Linked DNA regions of Anas platyrhynchos: region 2 is linked to region 1. Evidence: chromatin contacts called from public Hi-C data. All regions are on one chromosome and are shown on one strand. The core of a region is the stretch at or near the end of the contact, and the rest is flanking DNA. Distances in the headings are between cores, read along the strand shown. Region 1 has its middle 13 kb from the start of RTCA. Region 2 holds the start of S1PR1 (sphingosine-1-phosphate receptor 1).

Region 1 (6,556 bases), core at 2,965-5,464:
TATTTCAGCTGAGATTAGAGAGCTGTTGAATACAGGTATATACACACAAATATATACATGTGCATACACTGAGCAGTGCACATACAAGTGTATTTAGGCATATAAAACCCAGTTGCGTTATCCCCTATCTGGGGACCAGGTAAGAAAGAATTTCTGCTAATCCGGTCTTGATCTTGCTATCAAATCTTAATCTGAATTAAAAGATTTAAAAAGAGATGAGGCATCATGTGTTTTGCACATGAAGAACTGAATCACAGAATTGGAATTACTTTACCAAAAATGTATAAACGCACTCTTGTTGCAGGAAGCACGGCTGAAAGCACGACAGACACCAGTAGAGTCAGATCACGCTCCCTTTTATTGCCCGAATAGCCTAACTTTTATAGTGAACTTAACAGGGGCGGACAGTGTTTCACACAAGATTATTGGTCAAAAGCACTCAGACAAACAACTACAAGAAAACCCCACCTGCAAGAAAACAACCCCCTTGTGATTAGCAGTCACATAGACCTTGTTACCAGTAGCTGGCTTCAAGGACAATATTTTTATGAATTCCTCAATTGGGCGATGTGGGAACACTGTCATGGGAATTTCTCATAGTTGCCCTGGTAGCTTGGTTTGCTCAGCTACGGCAAGCCATGGGACTTTTGCTGTTTCAAAAAATCCCTCAACAATTCCCCCCCCATTTTTTATTTTTATTTTTTGAGCAAATATAACATTTTTGCAAGTAACCCTTTAACCACATTTATCACAATACCACGTGCAATGATGATTGACACCACAGCAAACAGAATCCTTAATCCCTCTGACTAATCCCAGTAACCATCTATGCATTGTTTCAAACAAATCAGTGAACCATTGATTGAAAGGATTGATACCATATTGAATCTTTCTCATGTGCTCTTTCAGGAAAGTAATGGATTTGTGAATTGACTCATTATGATCAAAAAGGTTTAAACAGCACATTCCTTCAAAATCCTCACACCCATGCCTTTGAGCCAAAAGCAAGAAGTCAATAGCAGCTTGATCCTGTAAAAGCACGTGTTGCAGACTGTTTTGATCTGGTAACATCTCCTCAAGTATCTCTGTCGTGGCATAGGCTTGCTTCTCGGCCCAGCATACAAATTTTTCTAAGTTGTTAAGTGTGGCCACAGATGCCACTCCTGGCATGAAAATTGCCAATGCCGCTTTAGCTGCAACACCAAGCAATTCAACATTACCATTGCAATCAGGTGCAAGCAATGCCCATTTATGTCTGGTGATCTCATGCAACTGTAACAAGCTAGGAGCAAATACAATGAGTTTATCTAAGTAACATGGACATCTGATAGCATTTGCAGGGATACCTTGCCAGGCCCCATCCCCACAAATCAGAAAAACATCAGGAGGTAAGGCCAAAGCTGTACAATTGTTCCAAACACTGTAGTTGTTACCCCTTGTCTGCATGCTGTAAGCCCCTAAACCCTGCTTAGCAGTGTCATTGTAATCACGGGTGTTATTTGTATTTCTGTACCCGTATGGCCCTTTCCAGGTTCCTGTAGTAGGAATCATCTGATAGCCACAGCTACATTCACATTTGTAGCCACCTTTCAGGTTGATACAGATTTGACTACAGATACCAGGGTTTTGGCATTCATCACTACCTCCACAGTTTCCCAGCTGGACAGTCACATTCATTTATGTTGCATTCCTTCAGGGGCTCATCACCCCAGTCCTTGCAGTCTCTCTGCTGGTTACACACTTTATTGATATCTATGCATTCTCCACTTCTGCACTTGAATTTGCCAGGTCCAGAGCACTGAATAACATCGTTACAGTTTGCTTCATCAGTGCCATCCAGACAGTCTCTCACACCACTGCACTGTCTACCCCCATGGACACAGTTCCCATCTTCACATCTGAACTGGTCTGGCCTGCAGGTCCAAGAAGGGCAGTTAATTTCATTGCTTCCATCTTTGCAATCAGGATCTCTGTCACAGTCTTTTTCACCATCACATTTCCAGGACACTGGGATACACTGGGTTGACTGAGGACCACAGCTGATTTCATTTACCCGGCATGTTCTCATGTGGCACAGCTCAGCAGTGCTCAGGCAGGCGGGGGCGAACAGCAGGCAGAGTGTGTCACTTAAACCACTCCTATCACCCGTGCTGTTCGTGTCAGTGGCATCCTCCTGGTACCGTTTCTGTCTTTGCCGCCCCTTACTCTCCCCCTTTTCTTTTTGCCACTGACCATTCACCACAAATGGATGAGACACATGATTACTAGTTAGGAAAGAGAGTGTAACGTCTGCTATACGGCTGCAGGCAGTGCCGGCTGCAACCTTAGAAGCTGTTTGTGAACGAGCCTGCCGGTGGGCATTTGGCAGTGTAATCTGCGTCTCTGCACTCCTGCCCTGCAATAGAGCTAAATGGTCATTAGTAATCCGTAGAATGTGGCAACCCCACGGAATGTTACCCAGAAACATAGTTATAACACCGATCTGGGGACGAAGAGTCTTTTTTGCATTGCAAGATGAACCTCTTATGAAAAGAATGCCAAAGAGAAGCAGCACAGCCGCCGCTGCCTCCATGGTTATGTCAGACGGGCTGCAGGGTCCTGATGTCCGCCCCTCTGCTCGGTGCCCACTCGCCACACGCTGAGGGTCGGCTGCCGGTGTCCACTGACGCCTCCGGTCTCCCGCAGCAGCTCGGTCTCGGCTGTCCCGCACCGCACCGCCATCACTTCCATTTCCCTCGTTCCCCCGCGGCCCCGTTTGCCGAGCGGTTGCACGCCACGGGGTTGTGTTTCGCCGACCTGCAGTTCTCACACCGCACCTGTCCTGCTCGGCAGTCACGGCGGTGGTGTCCCTCCTTTCCACACCGCAAGCATTGATTTCCCCGTCGGGATGGAGCTCGAGGTCGCCTTTCTGCTGTCCGCAGCGGGGCTAGAGCTGCAAAGGCTCGCTGCTGGGCTTGTAGAAGATCTTTCCCTAACTCGCGTACCGCTTCTACTAACGCGGCTTGGGGCCCTACTGGAACCCTACTCATTCTTTCTAACATTCGTTCAATAGTGACATCCCCAGGCAGTGTCAATATAAGAGCCTTTGTAGCCGAATTTGCGTTTTCCATAACACACTGTCGCAATAAAGCCGCCTTCATCCACTCCGGGACACCTGCTTGATCTATGGCAGCAGTTACCCGATCGATAAACCCTGCAAAGGGCTCGTCCCTGCCTTGCTCCATAGCCAGGTAAGAGGGGGCTGTTGGAGTGGTTTTAACATTCTCCACGGCCGCTCGAGCTGTTCTCATGGACTCAAGGCCACACTCCGGACCTAACTGGAGCTGAGCAGTGATGGTAACAAACACGCCCGTCCCCATAAGCTGCCCTACGGTAACTCCGCGGAACGGATCGCTAGGGTCCCTCGGTCGCTGCGCTGAGGTTTCGCAATGCCTCTGCCAATGGGCTTGCCATAACAACAGCTGCCACTGGGTCATTATCGTTCTCATTAGCACCTTGATATCTTCGGGGCATAGCAGCGTCCCTCCCCAGATATAATCCAACGTTTGCTTCGTAGGTTCACTCTGCAATCCTGACTCATTAACTGTACTACGTAATTGAGACAGCAGCTTCCAATTAAGCATACTGTGACTCCCTTGCATGTTTCCCTGGCTGTCCCCTTCGTACATCTCTGGGAGTGCCATGGGATCCTGACAGATGTCTGTAAATGCTCCTGATTGTTTTTCCTCCACAGCTTCGCGCATGATTCTCCGCCAATTAACTCTCCCCACTGTCCTTCTCTCCCCTCTTTCACCTTCCCTATCCTTAGTCTCACGATATTCTCGCCCACTGCCACGTTCTTCCTTCCCTTCGCTTAATTCTGCCGTAGCTCCATCTCCCCCCGGCGAGACGGCCTCTTTCCCCCGTGTAACCGCTGCGGAGCCGCAGCACGGGGGGCCGGGAACCTTCCTGGGACTGCAAAGCGAGGCGCTGCCCGCCCCGCCGCCTGCTGCCCACGGCCCCCTCTCGGAACCTGACTCACCCTTTCCTCCCCTCAATCCGTCAGGTGCCACCGCCGCCAAGTTCCTTTCTACCCGATATCGTTTTATTGCATTTATCACGTCTCTCCACGGTTTCAACAATTTCTCTGCTGCCTTGTCATCGTCTATTACCATATCCCGCAGTACATCCCCTAGATTTCTCCAAGCGGCTACTTCAAAACATGACTCCATACTTGTGAAACATGATTTTGCTCGACCGACCGCAACTAGTCCCGCTAGTTGTCTGCAGTCTACTCCCCGCTTTTCTAAAAAGCGCTGCAATAAATCTAGGGCTACTTCGTCCTCCATTTTCCTGTTATTCCTGCACTCTGGCAATATCCTGCACTATGGCACGACCAAAAGCAAAGCGCGCCTTACCCTGTACTCAGCCTGCAGCCTTTGCCCTGCAGCCCACGCAGATGGCGAACTGCTTAGTTCAGGTCCTCGGAGACGACAACGACACACCCGCCGCTGTAGGGGTGCTCGGTCTCTCTGGACCCGCCGGTCGCTGCGTTCCGGTGCCCTCTGCTTCAGCCGCCCTTTGACAGGTCCTGTTCGGGCGCCGTGTGCTGCAGGAAGCACGGCCGAAAGCACAACAGACACCAGTAGAGTCAGGTCATGCTCCCCTTTATTGCCCGAATAGCCTAACTTTTATAGTGAACTTAACAGGGGCAGATAGTGTTTCACACAAGATTATTGGTCAAAAGCACTCAGACAAACAACTACAAGAAAACCCCACCTGCAAGAAAACAACCCCCTTGTGATTAGCAGTCACATAGACCTTGTCCTTGAAGCCAGCTGCTGGTAACAATATTTTTCTGAATTCCTCAATTGGGCGATGTGGGAACACTGTCATGGGAACTTCTCATAGTTGCCCTGGTAGCTTGGTTTGCTCAGCTACAGCAAGCCATGGGATTTTTGCTGTTTCAAGAAATCCCTCAACACACTCTAGATTAATCTAATTATTTTCCAGTTTTCCCACATCCTAGTCCACAGATTTTTTCTAAGTCCAAGGTCTTTTTTCCTACTGTATCGAACCTAGCAGCTGAAGTAGTAACTTGAAGTACAGTTTGTCTTACTCATTAAAATAAAATCTACTGATGATATATAAAAAAAAAAAAAATAATCACCAGCTATCTACTTAAAAATGTATTTATTCTTAGGGTTCTTTCCCACTCCCCAGCAAAAACTAGTGCAGAAGAATGGAGTGCTATTAATTTCTGCTTTCAAAAATTTTCTTTAATTCTGGGAGTAGTCTGAAGGGGGCAGCAGATACCCACTGAATTATGTCTGTAATACTGTAATACTCTAAATTCTTCATTTAATAAAAGCGTCCCTCTCTAAATTCGTATTTGCTGCTGCTCATGATTTTCAGTGTTTCCTTTTGGAAGAACTTAAAATGTATTTTAAAAAGAAAACTTGGAAAAAAAGCTCCCAAGGAGTTGTTTTCTGTGCTTGTGTGAGTTTTCTGTGCTTGTTTTGTTTGCCTACTTCCCTAGTTCAAAAATTTAATGTACTTGACTAATTACCCTTCTACTGGAGAGATTCCCACTGAAGGGAGGGCTGGCTGTAACATAATTCAACAGCATCAGTTTTTCACAAATTCTTTCAGAAGAAGTTGTGGCCAAAAATAACAATATAGAAGATTTCTGGTATGTGGGGAATCCTCAGGTTACTCTGGCAGCTGAGAAAGAGGAAGCTTCAATTAAGCCCTAAAACCTAAGAAGTTATAGCCAAAAATTAATTACAGGCAGTTACTTAATACAGAAAAGCATATCAAAAGCCGTTTGTAACCTACAAATATTCCTTTTTATTACCTTTGAAGTTCAATAACTGAATTCTGTACAACGTAATAATACCTTTTTACCAATATCCAATCAAACAACTTGCACAGACTACAGGCAATTATTACAATTATTTGTTATGAAACTGAAACCTTTGTAGAATTTATGTTTAGAGAGAGAGAATAAAATTGTCATTCTTTGTAGCAGTATTCAAAATAAGCCGACACAGTGCACATCTTTATAAATTACAATCCAGGAATTAATGCTTTGCCTTTAGTTTTTAAAATCTCTATTGAGTGCTTTATACACTTAGCCTTCTTGCTCTACAATCACTACTTTAGCATCAAATATGGAACATCCGCTCTCTTGCCTAATTGATTATTTGTGGACTGTAAGTACACTTAGATGTTAATGCCTAGATAGCTTAAAAATCAACATACCTAGCTCCTGTCATGTTAAGAAAACCTTATGCATAAAAGTACAGATAAATAAAATCTTTCAGATTTAGGCATGCTTCAATATATTCGTGCACATATACATATTGCATTATTCATGAAAAGTGGGATGAGCTTGAGCATGATTTTATATCTGGTCTCAAAGGCTGGCTGGAATACTTTTTCACAGCTTTTTTTTGCTTCTGAAAAACTGTCTGTTTGCACACTGGAGATGTCTGCAGTGCAACCAGAATTTTTCCCACATTCACAAATGCCCAAGACTGTCTTGGAATAATTGCAGCAAAATAGAGAACTGCAA
Region 2 (6,556 bases), core at 1,980-4,479, 240 kb after region 1:
ACAATAAACCAAAAAGAAATCAAGCAAATGAAAACAAACAGATGATTAGTACTTGGTGCTTCTATCTGTGCTTTATGCAAATACTGTCAACCGTGTATTATATGATAGTTTTGAGAAGTTAACTGGCTTTCAGATAAAGCATGTAGAGCTGAAGGTAGGATGTAAATGTCCTAATTGAGAGGATTGTTTCTGTACTGCTTAACAAAACATTGTATAATGTTATGCTGGAGCTAATTCTAACCCAGCATGCTTCATGGTATCAAAGACGGTACAAATGCTTTGGTTTAGTACTCTGTTTGCACAAATTTATGCCACATCACCTTCCTTCAGGTAAAGTTAATAATTTAGTTCTGTTATTTTGTAGGAACCACAGTCTGAGCATTCAAACACAAGGCTCCGTAGTACGAACTGCTTTCTTTTCTCAGTTGTGTGGTGTAAATCTTAAAGAATTACTCAAAAATACAATCTGTTCCAGGCCTACAGCAAAGATCTGAATCTGGAGTGATGTCTTACTTTTCACATTTTTACCTTTCTTCTAATCATGAGAATTTTGCGGGTTTCTACAGGCCGCTCTGTACTTTCTGGGTGAGCCAAGCTATTCTGTTGGTACGATTTTGAGGATCTCCTGTCTGGGTCAGGCACTTTATGGAGGAATGCCTCTGTTTTGTGGCCTGAATTATCTCTGGGTGAATAAAAGGACGTTTTGCATAGATTAAAATTTTTGAAGGTGCATAAGGGTAGTGTGTTGTAGAAAAATCCTTTGGAAATATGTCTTGCAGGGATTTTTCTCTTTTCGTGATGGATTAATGTTCACACTCCTCTGCTGCAATTGTCAGTAATCCAGCAGTACTGGCACTAAGAGAGCACTACCTTCTGCTGGTGTCAGAGGCCACTGATGCAGGCTTTGGGAGTCCCCCGGTTCCCAACTTCTTTTTCTGACAAGGTCAAAGCATTTTCCTGCTAGACAGCGTAATTTCCTTTTGCTCAACTAAGAGTTACCAGGAATTATGCCGGAGAGAGATTTTTCAGATACAAAGTTTTATTTTAAGATTCTTTACTTTCTTTTTTTAAGATCTCTTTCTAAAGTACTCTGAAATTCTCAGTGTTGCTCCAGACGTCGGTGTTGTCATGCTAACTCTTCTATCACAAATTCTGTAATTCGTGAAGGATTGCTTGAGTGCTTTTTCGTGGGACTGATTGATTTGTACATGTACAGCTTTCTTTGGTTTCATTGGCATAAAGTAACCAGTTTGAGTCATGTAAGAGTGTTATATGATTTTAGTTAAGGCGCTAAAGCTAAAATTTAGGCTTCTTATCCGGGAGATCTCGCATTACTGTTGCCCTGCGACTAGCCAGGTTTCTGCAATGCCCACAACACTAAGTTCTGGTTGGAATTTCAACAAGAATTTTGCTCATCACAGGCAGCCAATAATGTGAGATTTACTCACATTATTTACTCACAGTGAGACACTACAGCACGCATTCCTGCTTATCCTAAAAACTCAAGTATATAAGAGCATATATGTGTTATTCATCATGTTGTCCTTTCTCTTTTTTCTGACTAGGCAATCACAGAGTAGAGTTTTCAAAGGAGTTGTACCCTGGATTTCTGTCATGTATTTCATGGAACTGCAAGTGTCCTTAACACTGGACCTGGCAGATAGGAGGGTGCTAAGTAAGAAAAGAATTTTTGTTCTGTTGACTGAGATGGAGCGTAATCCTGGCGTAAATCTTCTCACTAAACATTTATCCATGTGTTCTTGGTAGAGTTGGCTGGAACAGCCTGAATTTACCTGTTTGTGTGATTCAGCCCTTGTGAAGAGGTTGCAATCTGTGCAGCTGAGCCAAATTAACCTACATTTTCCAAGGTTTTAAACAGCCTTCAGTGCAAAATCAGCCAGGCTGGCTTCACTTGCCTGAGAAGGACGAAGCACAATTTCAGTATCCTCACTGGTAAGATGTCAACATGGGTATAAATGCGTGTGGTCATCTAATACAATACTTTTTGTGATGCAAATAGCCAGCTGTTTGGAGTGGAACTGAAATTGCCCAGACGTTTTACACAACCTCTGACAAATAATTTGTTGGGTGTCACGTCTTTGAGTTGGAGCCCTCTCAGTTGGTTCACCAATAACCTAAACATGAAAGCTGGTACATCTGACTACTGAAACCCTGAGTCATTCTATCCTTTAATTAAAGCACGTTCTTTTAATATGTTCCTCTTGCTTAAAATTATATGGGAATGATTTCCTAGAGGAAAATGCCTAATGAATGCACTTTTATTTACTATTTTCTATAGATTAGCTAAATAAGGGGGAAAGCTTGAAATATCTAGGGTATGTCAGGCAGTTGCAGGGGATACATATGTCAACCTCAAGCATGATTTATCTTGCATGCCTTTTCTGACAGTTGTAATTTAACGGCTGTATTTTCCTCCGGGCTCTCAGGAGGCTAAACATCTTTTCAAGTTTCTAGCTTTGTGGTGGAAGAGTCAATGTCTGTTTGCCAGTGTAATTTATCTGAGTCATTCGGGGAGAGGCGTGGAGCAATTGAAGCATGACGATTAGCATAAATAAGGACTCTCCTCCTGAGGGTAGTGTTACTCTTACCGTGTTTCAGAGGAAAGCAGCCTCCCCATAACAACTGCTGCTGCTAATTGAATTGTGTGATGCTATGAACTGAAAGACCTAATGTATTAAGCTCTGGCCTATTGTGATATTCTTTTGCATTTCAATTTGAGGTGGAGTTAACAGAGCAAGGAAGGAAGAGGAACATTTCTGCAGCAAGAGCAGCTGTGGGTTATCAGGAATCACCCTTTTGGGTTCACTGAGGTGGGTTTCTTTGAAGAAGGAATTATAAAACCTAAACCCACAACTTCTTTTGTAGCTTCTATATAATGACGCTGGTGCCACTGATAATAAATAAATAAATAAATAGAACTTTTCTTCCTATTATTAAACACCCTCTGACTCCTGTGTTTTATTTTTTTTTTGTTGTTTTTCCTTTTTTTTTTTTTCCTTTTTTTTCCTTAACATGGAAGCACCACTCCATGGTGGTGTTTGGGGTGGCGAGTGCCCGGAGCCACGTCCCCCACCCCCCCGGGACAGCTCGAGCCCTGCCGCTGCCGTCTGAGGGCGGCCGGGCCCGAGGCTGCCCAGGGGCGAGGAGGAACCCGGGGCCCGGCCGAGGGGGCGGGGAGGCGGCGGGGCCGGGCCGGGCTCCCGGCGGCGGGCAGGGAGGAGTTAGGAGGGGACGGTCGGAAACCGGGGGGGGAGCGGCCGCGGTGGCGGCGTTAAAACCGCCCGGCCCCGGGCACGGCCGCCGGAGTCGCTCGGCGGCAGCGCAAGATGCGGGGGGCGGAGGCGGGCGGCTGAGCACGGTGAGAGGGGGTCGGGGGGCGGCCGGGGGGCTGCGGCCGGGGGGCTGCCGGCCTCGCAGCTCCGCTGGGCTGCTGGGGCGGCTCCTGCGGGCAGCACGGCCAGGTCCTGGAGCTCGCAGCGCCGGGTGTTGCCAGCGCCAGGTACCGGCTGCCTCGCCTTTGTTGCAGGCGCAGGGAAGGGGCTTGCTGTGTAACTTACTCAGGTCTCTTTCTTCTTCTTCTAAACTTCTAATACTCCTCTAGGCTTTGTGAAGCGTGCTCCAACTTTTATTTATCGAGGGCGCCTTTCCTCTTTACAGCTTTGAGATGCTCTCTCCCAGGGCAGTGAATTGCCTGCACCGCTCCTTGGGATGGCATCGGTGCATTGCTACCGGCCCCCTCCCAAACACTTTCTAGTGAAGGAGAATGCAGGTCTGTCACGCACTTTCTGTGCAGGCTTCTGTGCATTTGCAGTTAAACCAAATGAAGCCTGATTCATTCGCTCAATCTCTGCCGTTGTGTCTGTGGCGTGTTTCCCACGGAAGAGATCCAGGTGCTTACTGCTGGGGAGCTCTGACGGCGTTCCCACCTAAAGAAGTGCAACAAGCCAGCCCCTGCCGACCCCAGCTTTACCTGTGCAGCCCTCCATGACAGAACTGCGTTTTGTCCCACTGGCTTTAGCTGTTTAACATGCCTGACCACCTCTTAAGTGTGTTTTAACAGACGAGTAAAACTTAATTCAGTGCGACTGCATTTGTGACTGGTGCACAATTCAATCAGCAGATTATCCCGAACCATTTCAAGCTTGTTGCATTGTTTCCTTCACCTTTTTTTTTTTATTATTTTAACTCTGGGCTTTGTCTGTGCCTCCTGTTCTCAGGGCTGCAGTTTCTGAGTGCGTGCAGGAGCAGCGAGCTGCAGGCAGCCCCGGGTTTCTGCTTGGCGTCTCCGTCCGGCGGCCGCGGGGAAGCGGCGCCCAGCCTGGCACCATGAGCTCCGGCACCAGCGCCCCCGTGAAGGTGGTCAGCAGCCTCGCCAACACCGATGTCAACTATGTCATCAAAGAGCACTATAATTACACGGGAAAGCTAAATGAGAATGCGGACAGTGGAATAAAAGTGACGTCGGTGGTTTTTATCATCATTTGCTGCTTTATAATCTTAGAGAACATTTTTGTCTTGCTCACCATCTGGAAAACCAAGAAATTTCACAGACCGATGTACTATTTCATTGGGAACTTGGCTCTTTCAGACTTGCTGGCTGGTGTGGCTTACACTGCCAACCTCCTGCTCTCTGGACACAAAACCTACAGCCTCACCCCCTCCCAGTGGTTTGTAAGAGAAGGCAGCATGTTTGTTGCCTTGTCTGCTTCTGTGTTCAGTTTGTTGGCCATTGCCATCGAGAGATACATCACCATGTTGAAGATGAAGCTCCACAATGGCAGCAACAGCTTCCGCTCCTTCTTGCTGATCAGTGCTTGCTGGGTTATCTCTGTGATACTTGGGGGACTCCCGATTATGGGATGGAACTGCATCAACCTCCTGTCCAACTGCTCCACCGTGCTGCCTCTCTACCACAAGCACTATATTCTCTTTTGCACCACAGTTTTCACTGGCCTTTTGCTATCTATTGTCGTCCTCTATTGCAGGATCTACTCCATGGTGAGGACTAGGAGCCGTAGGCTGACATTTCGAAAAAACATTACCAAAGCTACTAGGAGCTCAGAAAAGTCACTGGCGTTGCTCAAGACAGTGATCATAGTTCTGAGTGCCTTCATTGCCTGCTGGGCTCCCTTGTTCATCCTGCTTTTACTGGATGTGGGCTGTAAAGTGAAGACCTGCCCAATCCTATATAAAGCAGAGTATTTCTTAGTACTGGCCGTGCTCAACTCAGCCACGAACCCTATCATCTATACGTTAACAAACAAAGAAATGCGAAGGGCTTTCATCAAGATTCTGTGCTGCTGCAAATGTCCCCCGGCAGATTCGGGGACCAAATTCAAGAGGCCAATCATCGGAGGGATGGAGTTCAGCAGGAGTAAATCTGACAACTCCTCCCACCCACAGAAGGAGGAAGGCGACCATCCTGAAACCATCATGTCTTCAGGCAATGTTACCTCATCTTCTTAGGAGTAACCGTGGAGGTGTATTCCAGAGCCTTCCTCTGAAACGGGGGAGCTGAGGCGCCTCCTGCTCACTGCGTCAGCGCTGGGCCAAGTGAGCGAGTAGCATTAGTTCTAACGAGGCAAACGGTGCACTTGCGAGGCTGGAGTTCAAGAAATGGGACAGACTGTTCTGGCTTGAAAATCTTTTTCCCTGGAGCATGTTTTGTCTTTGCACTGAGGCAGCTCAGGATTGTCAGGCGCATTCATATCCTGAAATCTCCTTAGTAACTCTGAAAGACTGATGCCTTGGTGAAATGATGCCTGGTGTGTGTGAGAGAAAGAGAGTGGGGGAGGAGGAGGGAGAGGGAGAATGAACCTTTTTTTTTTTTTTTTCCCTGTGAGAAGAATGTGAAGTTATTTTTCCTTTACTTGCAGCAAACCACTGACACAAAGGTCTTTCTGTACTGAGTTTAGCAGTGGCTCTGGTATAGTTGGTCAGAAGTGTTTGTTTAACATATAACAAGGGAAGAGATCACACAAATATAATTTAGAGCACGTACAACCATAATTTGGCATCACTTTCCAGAGTTCTTAGAAAAGTAGCAAGGTTTTATTTGCAGAGTCCAAAGCTGTTGGGGTTTTATTTAGCGAGATCATAGCTGTGAATTTTTGTTGTTGGTCCGTGTTACATTTGAAGACCAAGAGCCAGGCAGACTTGGCAGTTGTGTCCACCTATGCGATTCTGTTGACTGCGTCAATTTTTGTGGAGTAGCTCAGAGCAGCATTTGGCTCCCTATGTTGTTTGCCATGTTGTTATTAGCATTAAACAAACTGCATCATCGTGATAAATGCGTGGTAGAACTAAAGGTCATTTCTGTTTAAGGTGACTGAGAGTAAATCTAACAGTGTAAGATACTATTGACAACAGCAGCATTTTTGCCGAAGTAAAAAGAGATAAAAACTGAAGGGGAAGGTCAGTGTCAGGTGCACAGTATTTCCAAAGGTCAAGATTGGTCAGAAAAACTGAAAAGTGAGTTTCAGAAAAATACAAGGAGAGTTGAAGCAAAATGGCTATAGATAAATGCACTTCCATA

What was found. A called contact is a pair of places that touch in the nucleus more often than the background predicts.
Region 2: a Hi-C map of liver shows a contact between it and region 1, with 2.2 times the contacts expected there. The contact joins the promoter of S1PR1 here to the enhancer-like site in region 1. A contact is called at or near these places in 2 of 8 Hi-C or Micro-C datasets (liver and subcutaneous adipose tissue).

The regions. Positions count from the first base shown.
Region 1 is chr8:10,670,602-10,677,157 of IASCAAS_PekinDuck_T2T, forward strand. No RefSeq gene overlaps it. Among named protein-coding and RNA genes, the nearest start is that of RTCA, 13 kb to the left of the region's middle. Within about 2 kb of position 4,215, at least 2 of the 8 cell types and tissues checked have an H3K27ac peak or open chromatin away from gene starts, as enhancers often do.
Region 2 is chr8:10,906,786-10,913,341 of IASCAAS_PekinDuck_T2T, forward strand. It overlaps S1PR1 (sphingosine-1-phosphate receptor 1), which reads left to right and starts at 3,230. Exons shown (of 2, transcript XM_027462587.3): 1 at 3,230-3,379; 2 at 4,239-6,556. The coding sequence starts at 4,348. The coding sequence ends at 5,487.